Regions from separate parts of the Zea mays genome. Here region 1 is linked to region 2. The links are chromatin contacts, called in public Hi-C maps. All regions are on one chromosome and are shown on one strand. Each heading gives the region's core, a stretch centred on a gene start, on an enhancer-like site or on the middle of the called end of the contact. The rest is flanking DNA. Distances are from core to core; before and after follow the strand shown. Region 1 holds the start of LOC100274187. Region 2 holds the start of LOC100278412.

Evidence for each region. Hi-C and Micro-C count contacts between places; a contact is called where the count stands out from the background.
Region 1: a contact with region 2 is called in a Hi-C map of tassel, with 2.8 times the contacts expected there. The contact joins the promoter of LOC100274187 here to the promoter of LOC100278412 in region 2. A contact is called at or near these places in 3 of 25 Hi-C or Micro-C datasets (ear, leaf and tassel).

Annotation. Positions count from the first base shown.
Region 1 is chr4:227,790,401-227,794,191 of Zm-B73-REFERENCE-NAM-5.0, forward strand. It overlaps LOC100274187, which reads left to right and starts at 2,288. Exons shown (of 3, transcript NR_158636.1): 1 at 2,288-3,791.
Region 2 is chr4:227,267,370-227,271,055 of Zm-B73-REFERENCE-NAM-5.0, forward strand. LOC100278412 reads left to right here and starts at 2,327. Exons shown (of 6, transcript NM_001371710.1): 1 at 2,327-2,684. The coding sequence starts at 2,537.

The DNA of each region.
Region 1 (3,791 bases), core at 1,038-3,537, 520 kb after region 2:
GGCGAAGTCGGGGTTCAGGTTGCGCCCGAAGAGTGGATTTTCCCGACGTTGCCTTGCCTCCTGCTCGGCTTGTTCCTGAGCTTGTCGGCGATCACGCCGTCGGGAGTTCCTTCGTTCTCTGAAGACGCGTTCCTCCGGAGTTTCTCCTATCTCTGAGACCTCGTCTCGCGAGATAGGCTGCTCTGGGTCCCGCTCTCCGGCCTCGTGATGTCGTCGGATATTTCGGCGCCGGTTCCTCCGTCGGCGGGATTCCCGCTGAGGTGGTTCTTCTCCGGGCGCGGTCGGCTCGTCGTCGGAGACGGGGGGCGACTCCACTCTCCCGATGAAGAGGACGTCGGGGTAGAATGGTGCGACTGTCGTGGCAATCTTCTTTCCGTTCTCCTTTGAGGGCGGAGGCACGGAAAGAACAACTTGCTTCCTCTCGGTTTTATTTGTTTCTTTCTTCCTTGCGATTTGTGTCCATTCTTTCGTCGGGGAAGTAGACAGTGGAGTTCTCCGGGTCAGCGGGCCCTCGGCCCCTGGCTTGCTGAAGGCAATCTTTTTTCGGAGCACTGGAGGTTGCGCTTTTTCCTGCCTTACTCCAATATTCTTGGAGTTTGTTGGAGGAGACTTCTTCCTTGGCGGATCTGCGATGCGATGTAGAGTTCCTTCTTCATCTGCTATGGATGAGATAGTTCCAAAGCAGAACACAGATCCGGGGCGGAGGGTGATCTTGCGGTGGAAGGTGACGACCATTGAGCTAGCTTAGATCGGCGACACACCCCACACCTGGCGCGCCAGCTGTCGGTGTTTTGGGTCCGACCGCACACCCGGGGTTGCCCCTCAAGGTGTTTTTAGGAGTAGGACGATGTTGCCGACTGTAGCTCGATGGTTCGTGCTGGGCGCACGAGAAACTGTGAACAATGATGTACAGGTTCGGGCCGCTTAGAGATGCGTAACACCCTACGTCATGGCGGGAGTGCTTTATGCGGTGGATTACAAGGGAACTCTCTAGTACAAGGAGCGTAGAGAGTCGAGGTGGGTGGCTGAGTAGTGAGATCGATCGTTCAGAAGGGGTGCCCCCTAGGCCTTATATATTCGACCGTGAGACAATACATGCGAATATGATAACAATGCGCACCTAAGAGATAGTGAACTGATTGAGTCTATCTTCCTATAGTTCTGCCGACTCATCCTCGCCTGGTTCCGTTGTACGGGGCTCCAGCGCGGGAAAGTCGGGTCTCTGCTGTGGTTACTTGCTCGTCGTTATTGGGCCGTCTAGGCTTGCACCGATCCGGCCTTGTGTCGATCTGCTTCACTGGTCGTTCTTCCCTAGGCCAACGAAGGGACGACCTTACGAATTATTGGGCCCTCAGGCCTTTCGTGAGGTCTTTTATCCTTCCAGTGGACCCGTGGGATATCTATCCCCCACACTAACAAATTTACCAACTAAAACACAAGAAAAAGTACCTACCCAAATGGATCAGAAAGACATGCACCTGGAGGCAATGCCATTGAAAATGAAAAGGGGGCCGCTCCAACCATGGCCAACACCGAGGATTTGGCGTCGATAGGGCAGGATCCAAGATGGGGCATGACTTTATCCACTGGAGGGGCTAGAGCTTCTACCATGACGCAAGGTGGCGCCGGACCTTCAATCAACAGAAGGGGCAATGACTGTGGGCCTAACAGTACGGAGCTATCGTTAGGGTAGGATCGAAGCCATGGGATGAGAGGGACAATGAGTCCTCACCACCATGATTCCTCGACGTCGGCAGGGCAGGATCCATGCCAGCATGATGGCAGGAGATGACCTCCACACCTGTGGCTCAGTAGAGAACTCAGGGAGGATGAGTACTCAGGGAAGGGAAGAAGATAGGAGCCGACACTCACTCTTGAGTACTCCGAAGGAGGAGCAAACTGAGCAACCATTCATCTATGTGAGGGAGTATTTTTTTTGATGATGTAGTAAAATATAATAAAATATAGATAGCGAGAATTGTAGATGAATGGTTGGAAATAATATTAGGCTGTCTTCAAACAGCTATCATATTTTATCTCCTATTCCACCTTTTATTTTAAACTTACTCTGTTAACCGCAGTATTCTACACGGTCATACGAAACATAGGAGTTATTATGAAACATAGAACTCCCAAGAACACTGTTTTCACTTATAGAGCATCACCCCTTTACGTAATGCTTGGCGTCATGATAATCAACAAATCTCACCAGTTTGCCGTCCGCACCATAGCCGTCCGCACCACGGCGTCAGACTCAGACCCTTCACATTCCCAGTTCCCTCTGCGCCCCGTAAACCCTAGCCGCGATTCATGGCCCGCAAGCGCCGCGCGCCTTCGCCTCCTCCGCCTCCGCAGGAGGAGTCGTCCTCTGAGGAATCTGGCTCCGAAGAGTTGGAGGAGCCTCCTCGCCTCCCCGAGCTCCGTAGTCCTCCGCAGGCCGCGGCCAACAACGCCGACTCGTCGGAGGCGGACACGGACTCCGACACCGACGCTCAAGCTTTCCAGATGCGCCAGGTGCCCCGCTCCCTCACTAAGCATACGCATCCAGTTCCCCAGCCAGAATCCGATCCCGAAGAGGAGGAGGGCGAGTCATCGGAGTCGGAGCATGAGAACCCTGTGCCTGTGGTTCAGAAGAAGGCTGCGGCGGCGGCCGTGTTGTCCAAGGCAGAGCAGGAAAGGAAGAGACCCCCCTCGGATCCTGCTCCTACCGGGAAGGCAAAAAAGATGAAGGCTGTGGCTACCCCTCTTGCCAAGGCGAAGAAGGGCAAGGCCGAGCTAGAGAAGCCGGCGCCTGAGGCCACTCCAGCAGGAAATGCAAAGAAGGGCAAAGCTGAGCTAGAGAAGCCGACGTTTGATGCCATTCCAGCAGGAAAGGCGAAGAAGGGCAAGGCCAAGGAGGCAGCTCCTGAGGCCACGCCCTCAGGCAAGGGGAAGAAGGATGGGGACAAACTAGAGAAGTCAGCAGCGCTAGATCCCTCACATTCAGACAGCAAGTCTGAGAAGCCTGTGCGCCCCACATGGGGGAAAGATGATGAGATGAAGATTTTGGAGGCCCTTGCTGCGCATGTCAAGCGTGAGGGTGAGCTGCCAAAGACTGATTTACTTCTTGCTAGTGTTCGTGACCACCTCGTCAGGAAGAACTGCACCTACTCAGATATCTATGAGAAGGTGCGAAGGCTAAAGGAACGGTACAAGAAAGCAGCGAGCACGGGCATTGTGCCAAGTAAAGAAGATGGGCTCCAGATGTATAATCTCTCAGAAGCAATCTGGGGAGAGAAGGCAATGGAGGCTGCTGCTGCCGTTACGTCTCAAAAGGGTGGTGCTGTTATAAAGGGTAAGAAGGGCCAGGCTAACAAAGAGAAGATGCTTGAAAATGCAAAGAGTGACGTGACAAAGGAGTCTGCCCCTAGTACTGCCAATCAAAGTGGTGATTCTCAGAAAGCAAGTAAGAAGGGGCAAGCCAGGTTGTCAGAGGAGGCTACCACCACTGCCTCCCCAAGTAAGAGTAAGAAGCAGGAAAGTCACAATGGGGAATTAAACAAAGATGATGGTAATTTGGCTAAGGGAAAGAAGGGGAAAACTGACAAAGGGAAGATGGACATAGATATGGATCGTCTGACACCAAAGGAACCCGTAAATGCAAATCAGAATGGTGGCATTGTGATTAGGAGTAAGGAAGGAGAAATAAATGATGAGGGAACAGAAGGAGATGCTAATGTGCAAGGTGTGCACAGACGTTTTGGTGAGCTCCAGAAGTTGTATTCCAACCTTGCTGTTTATGTGGAGGAGAT
Region 2 (3,686 bases), core at 1,077-3,576:
CGTACAATAGCCACTATGCGGGTCGGTTTCGGGGCTGGTGTCGGACGAATACGGGGAGGAGGCACATGCTCCCACGCCCTCGGTCGAGAATGGGGTGGCGCGGAGGCGGAGGCATGAGAGGAGAGAGAAAAGAAGCTGGATGGAGAACGAGGTGGCAGCAATTGATGCGAGGACTATCATTATCGTGTGAAGGTATAGATGGCCAAATGGGCTATGTCTGGTGAGCCGGCCCGAGGCACACCCCATTTAATAGTGTCTGGACCAGCCCGACACGAACGCGCGTGCCGTGCTTGGGCCGTAGCCTCGGCTCATAGTACTGGCCTGGCCCGACACGATTATATTTTTTATTTTACAAAAAAATTGTATATACGTATGTACAATTTATATTCAATATTAAAAACACTTAAGCATGATGTTCTACTCGTTAGACGTCTTCACCTAGTGTCTCCCGCCCTTCTTTTATCAGGGCATGTGTTCGAACCCCACCTCCTACACCACTTTTTAATTTAGTACTAGTCTAATACCAGTGCGCTGCGACGGTACCCAACTATATTTAATGATATTGATTGGGTGACTAAACGACACTTGAGAGTCTTAAAGGACCCTCCACATAAAAAATACCCATAATAAGGGCTAGTTTGGTAACTCTATTTTCCCAATGGATTTTTATTTTCCCAAAGGAAAATGAACTAATTTCCTTTGTGAAAATGAAAATCCCTTAGAAAAATGGGGTTGCCAAACTAGCCCTAAATGAATTTAATGTCAAATTGAACATATTGTTCATATACCCTAACCAAAATCATCATTGAGAGATTCCATAGTTAACACATGCAAATACATTTATGGTGATGGATTAACAATTTTCTCCAAGTTTGGCCAGACATAGAAAAGCACAAGTACGCCAACAAGACCATTCCTGAAATACCAAATACTATAAGTTTATCCTCTAATGCTTAACATGCTTACGGAAATACATACTTTCTTTTGCCTTTAGAATATCACATATCAAACAATAAAAATATAACTACTTCTGCATGGACCATAAATATACGTCAAACCCAAGTAGCTCATTAACCCGTTTGGCAATCCAGGGCCTCATCACGTCCAACTTGACCTTTGACGTATCCACCTACCAAGCACAAAATCGTTAGATCAAAGGAAGCCCTTACAGACAACAGTTATATATATCCCTAAAGTATTGTGTGCTCATTACAGCCAAATTGAGAAACAAAGGGTATGAGTGGAAAAACGAACTGGCTAGATGGTCAAGCTCGGACGCAGACTTCTACGTCTTGAGCAGCTTGGCTTGCTTATTTGAGAAGCTTGTGTCCTGGTCATTGGACGTCCCCTGCAAAAAACACGACAATTAGAGCGATCTCTACCAATAATAGATCCGACGAGAATAATTGTGACCAGACGAAGCGCACGCTAGGTAGATCTACCGTTGATGTCGTGTCGCCCATGGGATGGGAGGAGCAGAGTGGAGTTCGCGTCGAAGCGGAAGACGAGTGAGTTAGAAGATGGGCTCCTAGTCCCTTTTGCGCGACGAAGAGGTTCAAAGTTGGCTGGACTCGATGCAACTTTTATTACCTAGTGAGCATCCTTATTCGGAGGCAAGCGCCCTAATCCTCCTCGCTGGTGGCGGTGCAATGACGGAAGAAGCGGGCGGAGGTTGTTGCAAAATGGACGGAGTTTGTTGCTAGAGCGACAGATGCGAGAATGCTGTTGTGCGAACAAATAGGATAGAGATGAGATATGATACCGCGGGTTGATTTTAAAAAAATACAAGGAGTTATTTTTGTAAAAAGATGACGCGAGACGATCGTTGAAACTGGTGATTTAATATAGTAGAGATATAGATAGAGATATTTTACGCTAATTTAACCAAATGGACCAACAGACTAACGGGCCAGCCCGACACGGTCAGCAAGCCATCGTGCGGTGCCTAGGCCAGGGTTACACGGAAGGGATTGACGTGCAACTGGTTAATTTGAAATAGAATGCAGCTGGTTAATTTGAAATAGAATAGATGTGAGGAATTATTTGTATTAAGATGACATGGAACGACCATTAAAACTGGTGTTTTAATATAATAAAGATAGAAATAGAGACAGAGACATAGAAGAGATAGAAGAGAGAGAGAAATTCAAATACGAAATTCGCTCAGGTGGAAAGTATACGGTAACACAGATGAGATACATTTCTTTTCGGCTGGCTGTATTGTGGCATGTTTTTTTTTCCAGATGGATCAGGCTCATGGATCTCCGTAACGTCTGGCCCAACCCAACCCGCCCAGGCACACTTAGCATAACCCTATCTCCGCCCAGTGAGGAGGCGGCACGCGCGCGCCGTCGACCACGCCCATGCCGAAATCTGCCTCTGTGGGCTGTGGCTGCCGGACGAGCAAGCGCCACGCGCGCGCCGTGCCTGCCATGAGCCGTCAGTCCGCAGTCCGCAGTCCGCAGCCACACTTTTGCTAAACCCTAGTAAATATACGATACGAAGCGCAAACGCTTGCCTCATCCTCGAATTCGCCATGGCGATGCCCACCACCTCGTCTGCTTCCCCATGCCAGGCACCGTCGCCCGCCGGGCTGCCCATTTCCCCTGGCGCCCGCGCTACCATCCTCTCATTCAGCCGCCGCCTCCGCCGCTCCCGTGGCGCCATCATTTCTGCGCCCACTGGTAGGACGCTATTTCGACCCTCTTTCGGTTCTCCCAACGTTTGAGTGGTTGAGTTGAAATAACGGATAGGAAATAAGGAAAATTATTTGTTTGTTGGCTGTGGCGGGCTCGGCTAGATCAAAATTACAATTATGCCTTTATAGATTTGTCTTGGCTATTGAGAAATTGCATCTCAATTCTGAGTATGCGGATTCGACAATTACATTTGTAGTGCTGATGATAAATACAATAGATATTCTTAGTCTGTCATTTGTCTGAAGATGAATTCTTTGAGTGTGCGGATCGAGAAACCACCCATACCAGGATTGTAAAGATTGTGATTGTTTAGATATTTATCTGCCTGCTGTGGGCACCTCTTGAATACAGGTGCGCATGGCTGGCAACTCAATGAGCACTGGATTTAGAATAGACAAACTAGATCAGTTTGGGAAATGACAATTGGTATTTTGGAAAAAGAGTGGATTAATTCCTTTTCGTGCTTGATTTTGATCTATCACATTGCAGGCTGGCCTTTTTAGTCAAGATGGCCAAACCCTCATAGGGCTATAACTCGGAGTTGGGACACTCTCAGTTTCTAAATTCTAACTCGAATTGACTTTTCCTATTCTCTCTTTCCTAATCTACTAGCCAACCTAGTACATCCTGGAACCTAATGGGCTACTTGCGCCCTATATGTGGGAGCTGAATAAAGTCCAGAACAGGGGTTTTTGTATTAACGCAAAATTATCATGATGTTGATCAAAACTGTAACCATTACTATAGCTAGTGGGGTTGATTATGTATTGCCAGCCCAAGAACTAGATTCACATTATTTTTAATGTATTCTTATGGTGTAATTAAAAAGTACATAAAATTATGTAATGCTAAAAGAGGAAGATAATATATGTGGCTTTTGACATATATTTTTATATCTCTGACAATGTTCAAATTAAGATATGTTGTCAATTGTTGTTGATTTCTTCTGATGTCATGTCCTTTTATAATGCAAAAAGAGTGGTTCGA